Regions from separate parts of the Gossypium hirsutum genome. Here region 2 is linked to region 1. Evidence: chromatin contacts called from public Hi-C data. All regions are on one chromosome and are shown on one strand. Each heading gives the region's core, a stretch centred on a gene start, on an enhancer-like site or on the middle of the called end of the contact. The rest is flanking DNA. Distances are from core to core; before and after follow the strand shown. Region 1 holds the start of LOC107897879 (protein RALF-like 34). Region 2 holds the start of LOC107897891 (probable serine/threonine-protein kinase At1g01540).

Region 1 (3,720 bases), core at 532-3,031:
CTGATGCTTGGGTGCCAGGGTCTACAGATTTGAGGATCCAAAATAATGTTAGTAACTCATACATACGATTGGTTACTGGTCTAATTTACTCAAATACAAGACTTCGGAAAGAGGGTTTGATTAATAATACCTTTCGTGCTGATGAAGCAGAAAGAATTATATGTATTCCCTTACATGAGTTCCACATGATGATAAACTTGTATGATGAGGCAAAGCTTCGAGTGAGTATTCTGTGCAAAGTGGATACAAACTACTTTTACAAGGTTTTCACACATTTATGCCTAATTACAACCAAAATACTTATACACTTTTTTACAAAAAAACTTTGGCTCCTTAATCTACCAGCTAAAATAAAGATTACAAATTGGAGAGTTTTCCAGAATTTCCTTCCTGCTTTTAATAACTTACACTACATAAGATTGGTTGGTTTAGCTAATTGTCTCAGATACTCTAATGGAGTTGAAAACTTAGAGCATGTTTTCCGTGATTACTCCACTGTAAAGGAAATATGGCAGATGTTAAATATCATTTGGCCCCAAGCAGTATCCGAGTTAGAATACAAGGAATGGTTGGCATATATATTCTTGAATAATTCCATTTACCAGTGTAGGATAGTGGCTTGTGCAATTTAGATTATATGGACAACTAGGATTAAAGTAATTCATAAAGGAGATAGACAAACGCCTTTCGACACAGCCCACTTTATCATTACATATGTGCAGGAGTTATGTGAAGATTAATTTTGATGTTGCTTTCCAAAATCATTCCAAGAGGTTATGCACGGTAATTGTGATTAAAAATTCAAATGGTGTGGTGTTGGGTTCCAGAATGATAATGAATGACCACATATTTTTGGCATTCGCCGCGGGGGCTCTTGCGCATTTTCAGGCGGTTCAGATGGACCTGGCATTGGGATTTTTGGAGGTGGAGATTGAGGGGGACGCGCTTACTGTAGTGAAAAAGCTTCATGCAATCAGGGAAGACAAATATGAAATCAGTGCGTACATAAGGAACTTAATATCGCTCAGTGAAAGTTATCAAAGTTGTTTTGTCGGATATGCACCGAAACAGGGGAACAGAGTAGCACATCTATTAGCTATAGAGGGCATAAAGAGAGGAGTATCGACTTATCTGACACAAGGGGTGCCTTTGTCCACTGCTATTGCGGTGGAAAAGGACTAGTGGTGGATGGATCTGCCAGATTAGGTCGTGCAGCTCGCCGGTTATCTACAGGAAGTCTCTGAAATTTGTTCATCTTCAAGGGACAATAGTGATTTATATAGGCTTCTCTCTTTTTTTTTTAGATGGTTTGAAAGTAGGTTTCATGTCATTTGTTTTGGTTGGGTTGCTTTTATTTAGCATTAAAACGTTTCAGTTTTTTAATGTACTTTACAGCTTTCCTTTATTATTTGGAAACTGTCTTTTTTTTTTTTAATAATAATAAAATTCGGTTGTTCCGTTTAAAAAAAAGAAATTAAACATGTTACAGAATCATATTATGTAATAATAAAAATCAAACATTTATAAATGAATTAATTGGTCAATAGACTCAAGTTTGATTGACAAGTTATTAATTTATAAAGCAAAACTTCCAAATGAAATTCAAGAGCACCCATGGCCTAATGGATGAAGCGCTTGACTTCTAATCAAGCGATTGTGGGTTCGAGTCCCACTGGGTGTGTTCATTATCTTTTTTTCCCAGTTCTCTCTCTTTCTTTTCGGTGCGACCAAGTTGGTGGCAGAGCTTTAAATGGTGTGCATTGATGACGCACAGCTAGAACCAAATCACCTCTCTGCTCCACGTGACCCCCTTGTCCCATTAACCTACTTTTTCATTACCAGACTTAAAAAGTTTTAAAGCTGCTTCACCTTTGCAACTTGTTAGCTGTTTACCAACAATGGCTTCTTCTTCGGTTCTCAGCAAGCTTCTTTTGCCCCTTTTCCTCACTCATATTGCCGTCTCGATCTCGAAAACCGAAGCTCAAGTTGAAGACACAAGGTCGAAGCTGGTGAGAGATGCTTTCGAATGGCCACTTTCAATGTCGTTTCAGGGTGACTTACACGACAATGAAGAAGGCGATGAGGAGGTAGATGATGAAGTTGAAAATGGGTATAGTGGTAGATCTTTGTTGTGGTGGAAGAGAATGAGGTATTACATTTCGTATGGGGCGCTTTCGGCTAACAGAATCCCATGTCCACCAAGGGCAGGCAGGTCTTATTATACTCACAACTGTTTCAAGGCTCGTGGCCCTGTTCATCCTTATACCAGGGGATGTTCCAGGATCACTCGCTGCAGGAGATGAGGTTTTAAATTTAGCCCTTTTTAGAATCTGGGTCTGTATTAGTTAATCATTATTTTTCGAAATGTGGAAGATTTGAGTGTTTTGGGATCTGGGGCTTCTTTTTGCCCTCCTTTTAGTGTTTGAAGAGCATCATGTGTCATAAGGTTAAACTACTTTATGGTTATGGTAGTTATTATATATAGTTTTGGTCTGGAAGGGCGGGGGTGTTCATTGGCAGTCGCTATTTTATATCATATATGTGATCTCATCAACCTACATGTAAATGCTTGTAAGACCTGAATCCTGCTGTTGCGTGCTGCAACAGACGCCGCAGCTTGAAAAGGTAATCTAGTCACCAAGATTTTCTGCCTTAATTATTAAATAATTTGAAATTTTTTATTATTTAAAATAGCTGTTATATACTTTTTCTTTAAATTTTCATCTTCTTTCTCTTTTTTAATATTTAATATTGATACTTAGATCAACTTAGATTTAAGATATATTCTTTTACTTATTGATGAGTACCGATTTACTGTCTTTAGAGTCTCTTTTAAAAAATACTTAACATCTTTTTAATAGTTTAACAACTTTTAAATAATTAAATAATTATTTTATAACTTTTAAATCAAAATATAAATTTATTAATAATTTAATAATTACTCAGAAAGGAAAGCAACGACATAGATGAAAACTTGTCTACTCTTCAATGTGGTAGGATAATAATAAGATAATAAGTAGCCGAAGCTGTCCCAGCCACTTTCCAACAACTTACTGAGACAAATTTAAGTGCCATCCATGGGCATGGGGCTTGGACGGATCTCGAGGGGATGAGAATTGGCAAAGGTGTTTAAAGTTTGCTAAAAGAAAGGAGGGTGAGGAAATTTCCATTGATCAAATCAAGTAAGGAAGTTGAAACTTGAGAATGGTATTTGCTTCAATATGTTTTTATCACTTAAACCCAATTAAGTATATAGTAAAAAATGGGTGATAAACCCATTGCGGAGCGAGGATGTTAATATTAATTAAATGTGTTACATAATAATTGATTTAAATATTTAAACAATCAATTTTTGAGAGGGGTATAGTATATGTACAAAGAAGAAAATTGTAGAAAATGTTAAACTTTAGGGAGACTTATTTATATTTTTAGGAGAACTAGAGCTAAATTGTAAAAGAATTTAAACCTTGGGACCATGACCCTCTGGCCTCTACTAGGCTCCACCATTGGTATACTGGTAGGGATAGCATTTGTTTGTGAGATTATTCGGCATCAACCCATCAACTAAAGGACATCAAGTCAAAAGAATGAACTAAGGCCCACTCCAGGAGTAGGATACATATTGGTTTTGGGCCTCATAAAAATGATATCTTAAACAATATTATTAAGTATTTTAACCCTAGCCTCAAAATTGAAGAAAAAAATTATTTATTATCTATG
Region 2 (3,720 bases), core at 446-2,945, 140 kb after region 1:
CACTTCTTTCGTTCAGCATGCCGGTGCTAGCATATTCAGGAGCTACATAGCTACAAAAACCAAAACTATGTGACCAAATACACAAAAATCACACCAGCAGGCAGAATGAAAGGGAAGCATTTTACAAACCCAAATGTCCCCATGACTCGAGTTGTAATGTAGCTGCTCTCAGAGCCCAAGAGCTTGGCTAGGCCAAAGTCTGAAACCTTGGGGTTCCAACCCTTGTCGAGTAGGATGTTGCTTGATTTAATATCACGGTGAACAACTTTAGGCTCAAGTCCCTCATGAAGGTAAGCTAACCTAATAAACAATTCAGTCAGAAGAAATTAAACAATGTAAGAAGAAAACAGCATAAATAAAGCGGAAATGAAGGTTTCATTAGATCTCGATCAAACCCTTTCGCTGTTCCCAGGATGATATTCATCCGAATGTCCCAAGTAAGAGGGCTGCAAGGTCCTACATCCCCATGAAGCCACTGCTCTAAATTTCCATTATTTACATACTCGTATACCAGCATCCTAACAATAAGGCAAACGAAAAGGTAAATGCCATTTAGTTACAGAGTTATAGAAAGGGATGCCGAAGCACTGATAGGCAAAAACAGACTTACCTGTGAGCTCCTTCAGCACAGTAACCTAGCAACCTGACTAAATTCTTATGCCTAACTCGTCCAATTGCCTCTACTTCAACTTTAAACTCCTTCTCAGCTTGTCCCCTGCACATTACCACATGCTTCATTTCACTAACAATGCCACTAATTTCTCCAATACGTAGGGATACAAACAATTGATTAAATAAAATCACCTGTTGTTGAGCAAGTTCTTGACAGCAACCTGAGTGTTATCCTCCAAAATACCATGGTAAACAATCCCATACCCACCCTCACCTATCACTTTCTCATCTGCAAACCCATTTGTTGAAACCTCAAGCTCTCTCAGGGTATACCAATGTCCCCATCCCAAATGTGAAACTTCAGGCGCCGCTCCTGCCACGTAATCAGCACGTGCCTCGCCACTTGTCTGTGGAGATAAACCTGGGTAGGAAATTCTATGATCTTTTCCAATCTCAATGTGAATTCCATGATAACCAGTTGGACTCTCCTCTTCAAGAGGCAGAAGCAAGGCCTGTCTCTCAATACCAGTACTTGGGTCAGGGTCGGCTTGAATTTGAGTCCTGTGAGGCTTGGGTGGGTCGATTTTGATCTCCTGGATCTCTTTGGAAACAACTGGGATTCCTGGTTTCGAACAAGGCTTACGTTTAGTTCGTTTAGAAGCAAGCCAAAGTGAAATTAGGAAAAGGAAGAGAACAAAAGCTGCTCCTACACAGACACCAAGAACTACCCATAATCGTAAACCGAAAATCGAGGTTGTCTTGGATAGTTGGTCGGCCATAAACCCAGTTTTCCGACCAGACATCTGAGACTGATCCTACGTTCAAGAGAACAAATGTTGCAAACAAATCCGATGCATGTTAAAGTCACTTATAGGGGCTATAGCAAAGTGGCTACAGAGGGGGAGAGAGAGAGTAAAGGGAATGAAAAAGATTAGTAGCAGGTGGCATGATGGAACCTTTTACATAGTGGAATCGAATAAAATGAAAAAGGAGCCGGTTATATAGGTAAATAAATTTTGGGATGAGGTTGATTTTAAGTGTGTTAGAACTAGGAAGTACTGCAAGAAGTGGTAGTCCAAAAAGGAGAGTAAACCCTCAGGATGAACAACGCGTTTAAGTAATAATTTTGTACATAAAGATTTTCGCTTTTTCTGAATCTTTGCTAACGTTCTACTAAAAATACATCAGTTTCAAATCAATGGGGGTTAAATTTAGGAAATGAAGGTCAGTTTTATTGCTTTTTAAGCATTTTTTATCCAATAAAAGAAAATAATGTATTTGTCTAATTTAAATTTAGATAATACTTATCCAATAAAGCATATCTTCCTTTCCATAGTTTTCATATGCGAGCTAAGGTGAAACTTTAACATCTATAATCCAAATAAGTGTCTAGATTATGTTGTAATATAGTAGTTTAAATCTATTGGTTTAGGAAAGCAAAAGATTACCATGTCTGGTTACTATCCAACAACATTAAATATTGGTTGAAATGAGGGTGTGGGTGGTTAGATTTTGGACACACTTGACTAGCACAGCATTGTCTGAGACTTGTGGAACTGTGCTCCATGGGTTGTCCAGCCATCCCATCAGTAATCAATATACTAAGAAGGAACCTGCTTCTCCAATAGTAAGATGATTTTGGAGCCATAATCTTGGATCTTTATCTTATTTCTGCTACTAATAGAATCTTACCGTTTAAGATCTCGTCTGTTGTTTTTCACGCCCTTTCGGCGGAATCTCTATTTACTATGTTACTATTTTTGGCAACCATCAAACAATGTAATACACCCAACGCAACTTCAGCTTAGCCCAAAGCTTCCAACTACAGCCAATCATCTTAACTCGTAGTAGGGCTATTGTCAAAGCCCAATCGCAAATATTTACAACAGTTTGGTTCACCTGAATAGTACAGTAAAACCAATGTTTGGTTGGAATGAATCTCATTCCATGGAATGACCTATTCCCACTTTATTACATGCAGTGTTGTAATAGTCATTCTTTCGAGGATATCTAAGAATGGCTATTATAGGTCTCCACCGAATAGAAAAATATATATACAATTTTATCCTCATAAAAACCAATCACAAGCCCAACAAAAAAGATAGAGAAAAGGATGAAGAAGAGAAGAGAGGCTGACTCTGACATTGGAGACAAAATTCACAGGAGAAAATAATAATAATAAAGTTTTAAACTCCCAAAAAAATCATAAAAATTACCATGCTCTTCAAAACACAAGCATGCAAACATCTCAAAAACATGCATGTTCCTCAAAACACAAACTCTCGTATGGTGTTATTACAACCGACGGTCATGTGGATCTTGTAGATGAAAGAAAAACAAAGATAGAAAAAGAGGGAAATCTTCATGGATTTTGGTTGGATTATTCAAAAATAATGGGGTAATAGATTTCTAGATTTTTTCGAAAAGGAGATTATGGGTGAGTTTGGATGAGCGATTGAGTGTGGCACGTTTAGCTTAATTTTGTGTAACACCTCAAAAATTTGAATATTTGGTTTGTTAAATTTTGTCATAAGTGTCTGTTTTAGTGGTTAAGGGCCAGGATTGTGTGTTAGAGGTCTTGGGTTTAAATCTATCTTTTGAGAAAATTCAGTTATTTTTGCTCATAGTTTTACCTTTGTTTATTCGGCTTAAATATTATTTTCCTTCAACTTGTGATAAAATGATATTGTTTTAACTGGTAAGGTATTAGTTTACCTTTTGGTCTTAAGTTCAAATCCTTATAAGAGCAAGCAAAAATAATTATTGTTATTATTCAATCTGTTTCACATGGTTAAATTTGTTTGGTTGACTTTTTTCTTTTGCTTTGCTGCAAAGCAAGATCTTTCTTAATGATGAATAAGATTCTGAGATGGTTGTTTTGTTGGATTTGTAATGTGAAGTGAAAGCTTTATTGTTATAAAGTGGGATTGTCAAATGGTTGCTACTTTTGGTTGGTTTTCTGGTACGAAATAAAAAACTTTCTTATTGTAAAACAGGATTGTGAGTTAGTTGCTACTTTTGTTGGTTTTCTTATATAAGACCAAAGCTTTCTTGTTATAAGATAGGATAATGAACGATTAATCTTAATTGTTTAGTTTGTTTTCATGT

The links. Hi-C and Micro-C count contacts between places; a contact is called where the count stands out from the background.
Region 2: a contact with region 1 is called in a Hi-C map of leaf, with 6 times the contacts expected there. The contact joins the promoter of LOC107897891 here to the promoter of LOC107897879 in region 1. A contact is called at or near these places in 4 of 34 Hi-C or Micro-C datasets (callus and leaf).

What each region holds. Positions count from the first base shown.
Region 1 is chrA11:32,195,263-32,198,982 of Gossypium_hirsutum_v2.1, forward strand. It overlaps LOC107897879 (protein RALF-like 34), which reads left to right and starts at 1,782. Exons shown (of 1, transcript XM_016823464.2): 1 at 1,782-2,686. The coding sequence starts at 1,899. The coding sequence ends at 2,303. It overlaps TRNAR-UCU (transfer RNA arginine (anticodon UCU)), which reads left to right and starts at 1,609; the gene lies at 1,609-1,681.
Region 2 is chrA11:32,335,884-32,339,603 of Gossypium_hirsutum_v2.1, forward strand. It overlaps LOC107897891 (probable serine/threonine-protein kinase At1g01540), which reads right to left and starts at 1,696. Exons shown (of 7, transcript XM_016823486.2): 1 at 805-1,696; 2 at 611-715; 3 at 396-518; 4 at 130-300; 5 at 1-50. The coding sequence starts at 1,415.